Linked DNA regions of Mus musculus: region 2 is linked to region 1. The links are chromatin contacts, called in public promoter capture Hi-C maps. All regions are on one chromosome and are shown on one strand. The core of a region is the stretch at or near the end of the contact, and the rest is flanking DNA. Distances in the headings are between cores, read along the strand shown. Region 1 holds the start of Srek1 (splicing regulatory glutamine/lysine-rich protein 1). Region 2 holds the start of Ipo11 (importin 11).

What was found. Promoter capture Hi-C pulls out the DNA fragments that hold promoters and counts their contacts.
Region 2: a contact with region 1 is called in a promoter capture Hi-C map of liver, with 3 times the contacts expected there. The contact joins the promoter of Ipo11 here to the promoter of Srek1 in region 1. A contact is called at or near these places in 4 of 39 promoter capture datasets (cranial neural crest, frontonasal cranial neural crest, liver and 1 more).

Annotation. Positions count from the first base shown.
Region 1 is chr13:103,773,287-103,776,123 of GRCm38.p6, reverse strand. Srek1 (splicing regulatory glutamine/lysine-rich protein 1) reads left to right here and starts at 1,516. Exons shown (of 12, transcript NM_001361085.1): 1 at 1,516-1,825. The coding sequence starts at 1,665. It overlaps Gm52054 (a long non-coding RNA gene), which reads right to left and starts at 1,507. Exons shown (of 4, transcript XR_003950659.1): 1 at 1,088-1,507.
Region 2 is chr13:106,935,347-106,938,234 of GRCm38.p6, reverse strand. Ipo11 (importin 11) reads left to right here and starts at 1,277. Exons shown (of 30, transcript NM_029665.4): 1 at 1,277-1,475.

The sequences.
Region 1 (2,837 bases), core at 267-2,766:
ATCTGTCCATCCATTGATCTCCCCAGTGCTGAGATTACAGGTTTATGCCAGTTTCGGGTCTAATGTCTCAACACTGGGCTTTCAAGTAAGCAAGGCAAACATTTACCAATGTAACTACACCCTCATTTCTACTGTTGCTTTAAGACCATCAGAACAAAGGTGAAAAGAGCAACAAAGTCTTTTTGTTTTTGTTTTTCTTCTTTTGTTTTTTTGAGACAGGGTTTCTCTGTGTAGCCCTGGCTGTCCTGAAACTCACTCTGTAGACCAGGCTGGCCTCGAACTCAGAAATCCACCTGCCTCTGCCTCCCAAGTGCTGGGATCAAAGGCTTGCACCACCACCGCCCTGTGGCAACAAAGTCTTAATAATTAGTACATGTGTTGGGGTCTCCCTCCCCCAGCATAGCTGTAGCCATTTCGTTCCATGTCTGCTAGCTACTTCATATGTTGCTGTAGTGTGCCTGCCAGTCATTGACACAGAAAAATAACTTGACTCAGAACAGAGTCATGCTGATCACATACCCTGTTCTGTTCTGTGTGTTATGAGGTTTGTTAATCTTAAGAAATTCCACAACTGTAGGCTTCATGTAGGACCCATCAAATTAAAGGTCAATATAAACTGTCACGTCTAAAATGGCTTGAGTGAGGGCTGACTACCAGGCAGCCCTTCCAGCACCTGCATTGGAGCCCACTGTGGTTTGAGCGGTTTTAACCTTTAGAAGATGGCCATTAAGAAATATCCAGCGCTCAGCTTTTTGAGCTGTTGCCCTGGTCCATCAGGCTTGTGGTGTGAGTTATATAAACCATCCCTGTTTAACTGAGTTTGATGTTTGTGTGCTTTGTAGAGCAACTCCAGGACCCCAATAAGTTTTTATATTGTGGGCCCACAGGAATGGACTTGAACCATGAACTTTGGATATAGCTGCTCTGGTTGAAAATGATTGCGCAGTATTAAGGTGCAAGTTGCATGTAGACAGTTTGTGTCTTTTACCTGCCTTTGTCTAAAAGTATAGATATTAGGGCCCGCTAGTAAATAAATTGCATGTTATAAATTGACAGCAAAGCCTTTCATTCACTCATTTACCCTAACCTCCATAATTGGTGTGAAAATTTCCAAGAATTCTCATAATCAGGGTGCCTGCCAATTTTGAAAATAGGTTAAGCGGGGTTGCAGCCTGTATTTAATAATGAAGCTATTGTTTGGTCAGGTATTAATGTATAATGTCCAGATGTCATTGTCCCTTTACCACTGCAGCCCAGGCCTCTGGGTTCCTCCGCCTGATGTGGAGAAAGAGCCGAGCTGCTTAACTGACAGAAGCATCGAGAAGTGATGGAGTTTGTAGGCACAACCTCCGCAACCCTCACTGCAGCAGCAGGTAAACCTCTCTGAAGACCTAGTGACGCCTAGCAACAGTCCCGGCGACCTGACCCCAGGGCTGCGGCCGCCAGGACCCGCGGGGAGCCGCCGCGTTGCCAGGGCGACGCTTCCGGCCGGCGCGCGCAGCCCCCGGAGCAGGAGAGTTGCGCGATGGGCGGCTAGACGTGCCCGGGCGCGGAGGATTAGCTCTCGGGAGCGCGCTCGCGGCCGCGCGCCTCTGCTTCCCAGGCTCCGTCGCTGACGCGTCGTGGACGTTGGGGAGCGGGAAGGCAGCAGCAGCGAGGCCGGGATGAACAGCGGCGGCGGCTTCGGCTTGGGCTTAGGCTTCGGCCTCTTCCCTACGACGGTGATTCAGGTGACGAACCTCTCGTCGGCGGTGACCAGCGAGCAGATGAGGACGCTCTTTTCCTTCCTAGGAGAAATCGAGGAGCTACGGCTCTACCCCCCAGAGTGAGTGCTGGAGCCCGGCGGGGGGAGGGGCGCGCCGCCATCCAGACCTCGGGCGCCGAGGGAGGCACGGGGCGAGCGCGGGCGTCACGTGACGGCGCGCTTCCCTAGGCGGCCATGTTTGATGAGGGCACCCGGCCGGCCGCGGGGCCTCTCCGCGGTGAGGTTTTGTTAATTGAGCTCCACGCGGGGTTCCTGCAGAGGACTTAGGGGTGCCTTCCTCTCTCGAGCCTCCGGGACTGTGGTTGATGCCCGGCCTTCGAGTTGGGTGCCCCGGGCCTTTGGTTTCCCCCGAACTTAAGATGGCCGCAGGTGGGCCGGCGACAGTCCTCATGGCAAATGCCTATAACGTTTCTTTTTTTTTTTTTTTTTTTTGCACTGGGAGAATCGTGGAGAACGCCAGCAACGCCAACGCCCGGACCTCTAGGTCTTAATGTCAGGCTGCTAGCGCTGCTGAGGGAGCGAGCGGATGACAACATGGAATCGGGGCTGTTTTTGTTCTCCGGGGTGATCTTAGACATTTACCATCGTTTTGGTTTTTCTAACCGAGCCCATATTCACGATCTTAAAGATCACGTCAATCTCTCCTTTTGGCAACAGCCTGAATTTTCCTTCTCCAAGAAGGTCACGCTGGCTCAGACGTTTCAAAAAGTATAAATCGGTGCAGAATTATCACTACTGTGTACATGTGTTTAAAATCCAGCGCTCGCTTCTTAGGCAGTGTACTTGAAGTGGTAAATTTCCCTTATGCAGTATTCACTAATCGGATAACTTGTAATGGTTTTACCGTTCGTAACATTCTCACACTCATAAACTTTAAGAAAATACTAAGGGCCACGGTATTTTGTTCTTTATGCTAAAATTATTTGAAGGAAAAGTTGTCCACGATTTTTTTGGGAAAAGATTTTGGCTTATTTCATAGTCATGCACACAGAACAATATATCTCTCTACTCTCTGTAAGTAGCAGAATGGCTACAAATTGATTTCTTACGGATGTGACTATTTAATGTTATG
Region 2 (2,888 bases), core at 28-2,527, 3.2 Mb before region 1:
ATTCTAGACACACTTTGTGTATGCTTTTGTTGTTGTTGTTGTGTGTTTTTTTTTTTTTTTTTTTTTTTTTTTTGAGGCAGGGTTTCTCTGTGTAGTCCTGGCTGTCCTGGAACTCACTCTATAGACCAGGCTGGCCTTGAACTCAGAAATTCGCCTGCCTCTGCCTCCCAAGTGCTGGGATTAAAGGCATGTGCCACCATGCCCGGCCTGCGTATGCTCATTTTTTAAAATTAAACATTTCCTAAGATTTACAAAAGACCTATGACTCCAATAAAAGAGTTCTATTTTTCAAAATTTCTCTTTTTAATAACTACTTAATTCTTTCTTCCCACACTAACTATCGCTTGTCTCTCTACCATTGGACACATCCTCTGGGTGGTTGGCAACATTAGCATCAACGGGAATGTGGATACATTTTAGACCAACCATGTAGCTGTGAGTTTGTGCTACACCACTTTGTGCTCCCAGAGGATCACGCACTTCCACCCACTCTCCAGGAACTCTTTGGATTCTGGAATGAAAGCCACACACACATTAGCTTATTTTTGAAATGCCTTTGGTTAACTCAATGACTGGGCACTCCTAAACCTTCCCAACAGAGACTATATGCATGTAACCCTAACACTTGAGAAGTGGCGGCGTCGGAATTTGAAGGTCATCCTCAGCGATGCCAGCCTGGGGTCCTGAGACCCTGATTAAACAGCAGAACTCTAGCGGGGCGTGGTGGCACACACCTTTAATCCCAGCACTCGGGAGGCAGAGGCAGGCGGATTTCTGAGTTCGAGGTCAGCCTGGGCTACAAAGTGAGTTCCAGGACAGCCAGGGCTATACAGAGAAACCCTGTCTCGAAAAAACAAGAACAAAAAACAAAACAAAAACCAGCAGAACTCTAACCCCCACCCCCCAAAAAAAAAAAAAAAAACCAAAACCAACAATGCTCATCCAAATACCTATGGTGGCAGAGTTCATCAATGGGATTCTTTTGATGACCCTCTTCTGCCGTGACAGACTCCTAAACCAAGTAGCTGACAGAATAGTGAAGATGCAATGAATGGTTTTGACTTAGGCTTCGATCAGCGCAGGAGACTATCGATTTTCTCCGGACCTACGGTTTCCATAGTTACAGGGGCCCCTAAGCCGGCGCCTTGCTCCGGGTACCACGCAAGCGCACACAACCCTATTGGCTGCCGCGCGCCTTCGGGTTCGAACTCGAGTTCCTCCCTCCCCTTCCCTCCGCCGTCCTATGGCCTCCCTCCTCGGCCTCTCGGCGCTCTGGGAACCTGTGACGTAATTTTAGCGCGCCCTCGTCGTTTGGAGTGGCGACGCGGAACATGGCGCGTTCCTAGAAGCCGTTTTCGGCATCAGTAGGCGGCAGCGTGTGGACTAGGAGCGTGGGGGACGAGGAAGCAACCAACGCCGCTTCGTGTGGACAAGTGGAAAGGGGCGGGCCGGGCGGTTCCGGACCGAAGCACGCGGTGAGGCCCGGCCGCGAGCCGCGCGGATGGAAGGAAGGAAGGGAGGAGTGGGCTGGGCAGCGAGAGACCCCGCGCCGAGGGCGGAACGCGGGGTCCCGCGGAGCTGTGCGGCGTGGCCGTGGGCCCTCGCGGCTCTGGTGTAGCCCGGGCGAGCACGGGCTCCCGGGCTGTGGGAAGCCTCTGGGTGCTGGGTCCACGGTGCGGCGTGGCAGGGTCTGAGTGACAGGCTGAGCAAAGGCGAGGGTACCTATTGTGTCCCCTGTCGCCGGCCAGGGGGCTGTATTTGTCCTTGGAGGCTTTGGGCTGCACAGCACGAGGGAAACGTGTTCCCCTTCCCAAGACCGGTGTGTGGAGTTAGCTGCACACGCGACCTTGCCGTGGAAGCTGTGCTTTGGAAAGCTTTAAGCATTCCGATCGTTCCTTCACCTTTAAGGAAAAAGTGAAGGGACTTCAACATCAATTCTCCGAGAGGAGATTCATGCTGAGGTATGGCCGCCAGTGCACAGGCTCAGCGACTCCTGCAGCTTTACATTTGGGAATATTTGTGATTCAGCAAAATTATTTCGAGGCCCATAGCATTTGCTCTTTTCCCCTTAATTCTCTTATTGCGTGGTCAACGTGAGAATCTTACAGCAGAGTGATTTTTTTTTTTTTTTTTTTTTTTTTTTTTTGCGTACATAGCAAAGACCGGTAATCTGGCTTCTGGTGCCAAGGTTGTAGTTGGCACACCTCTTCTCCACACGTTACAGGAGCTCTGTTACATGCGATAATGCCTTTAAGATATGCTTGTTGTATAGAAGGAAGCAAGGAAGAGCAGTTGGCAACCATATATTTTAACCTCTCGTGGACTGAGATTTTTCTCTTCCATTTCCACATTATTTCAGAATTTTGTTCTTTGGTTAAGGGCAGAATGACTTCATTATATGAGCTTGATAGCTTTCTTTACATCATTACCTACATGGCTTGATAGCTTTCCCCACATCTTTGTTCCACACAGAGGAAAATTTTGGTAGAATTAGAATTTTTTTTTCCTGCTGGTGGTAGGATTGCAGACTTTTTTCTTCTTCTTTGGGTGTTCTGATGGTGTCTAGCATAAACATTTTAATTTATTTTGTGGACATGTGTAATAGCTATAGGGCAGGAGGGCATTTTTTTTTGCCTTGATTACACTTCTTAAAGCCAAAAGAGAATTCTCAAAGGAATTTGGTTGTAGTAATATGGATGGAGGTTCCAAAGCAGTGTGCAACAGTTATTTGGTAATTAAACAAGTCTTTAGATTTTGTGATATTATGAAATGTATTTACATTCAGCACCAAGCTAGAAGGCAGAATAGTACTTGTAGTATTTGGATATAAGATATACTGAAGATGTTTCTCAAGAATACAGATATCCATTTTTAGGCAAAGGTAATGT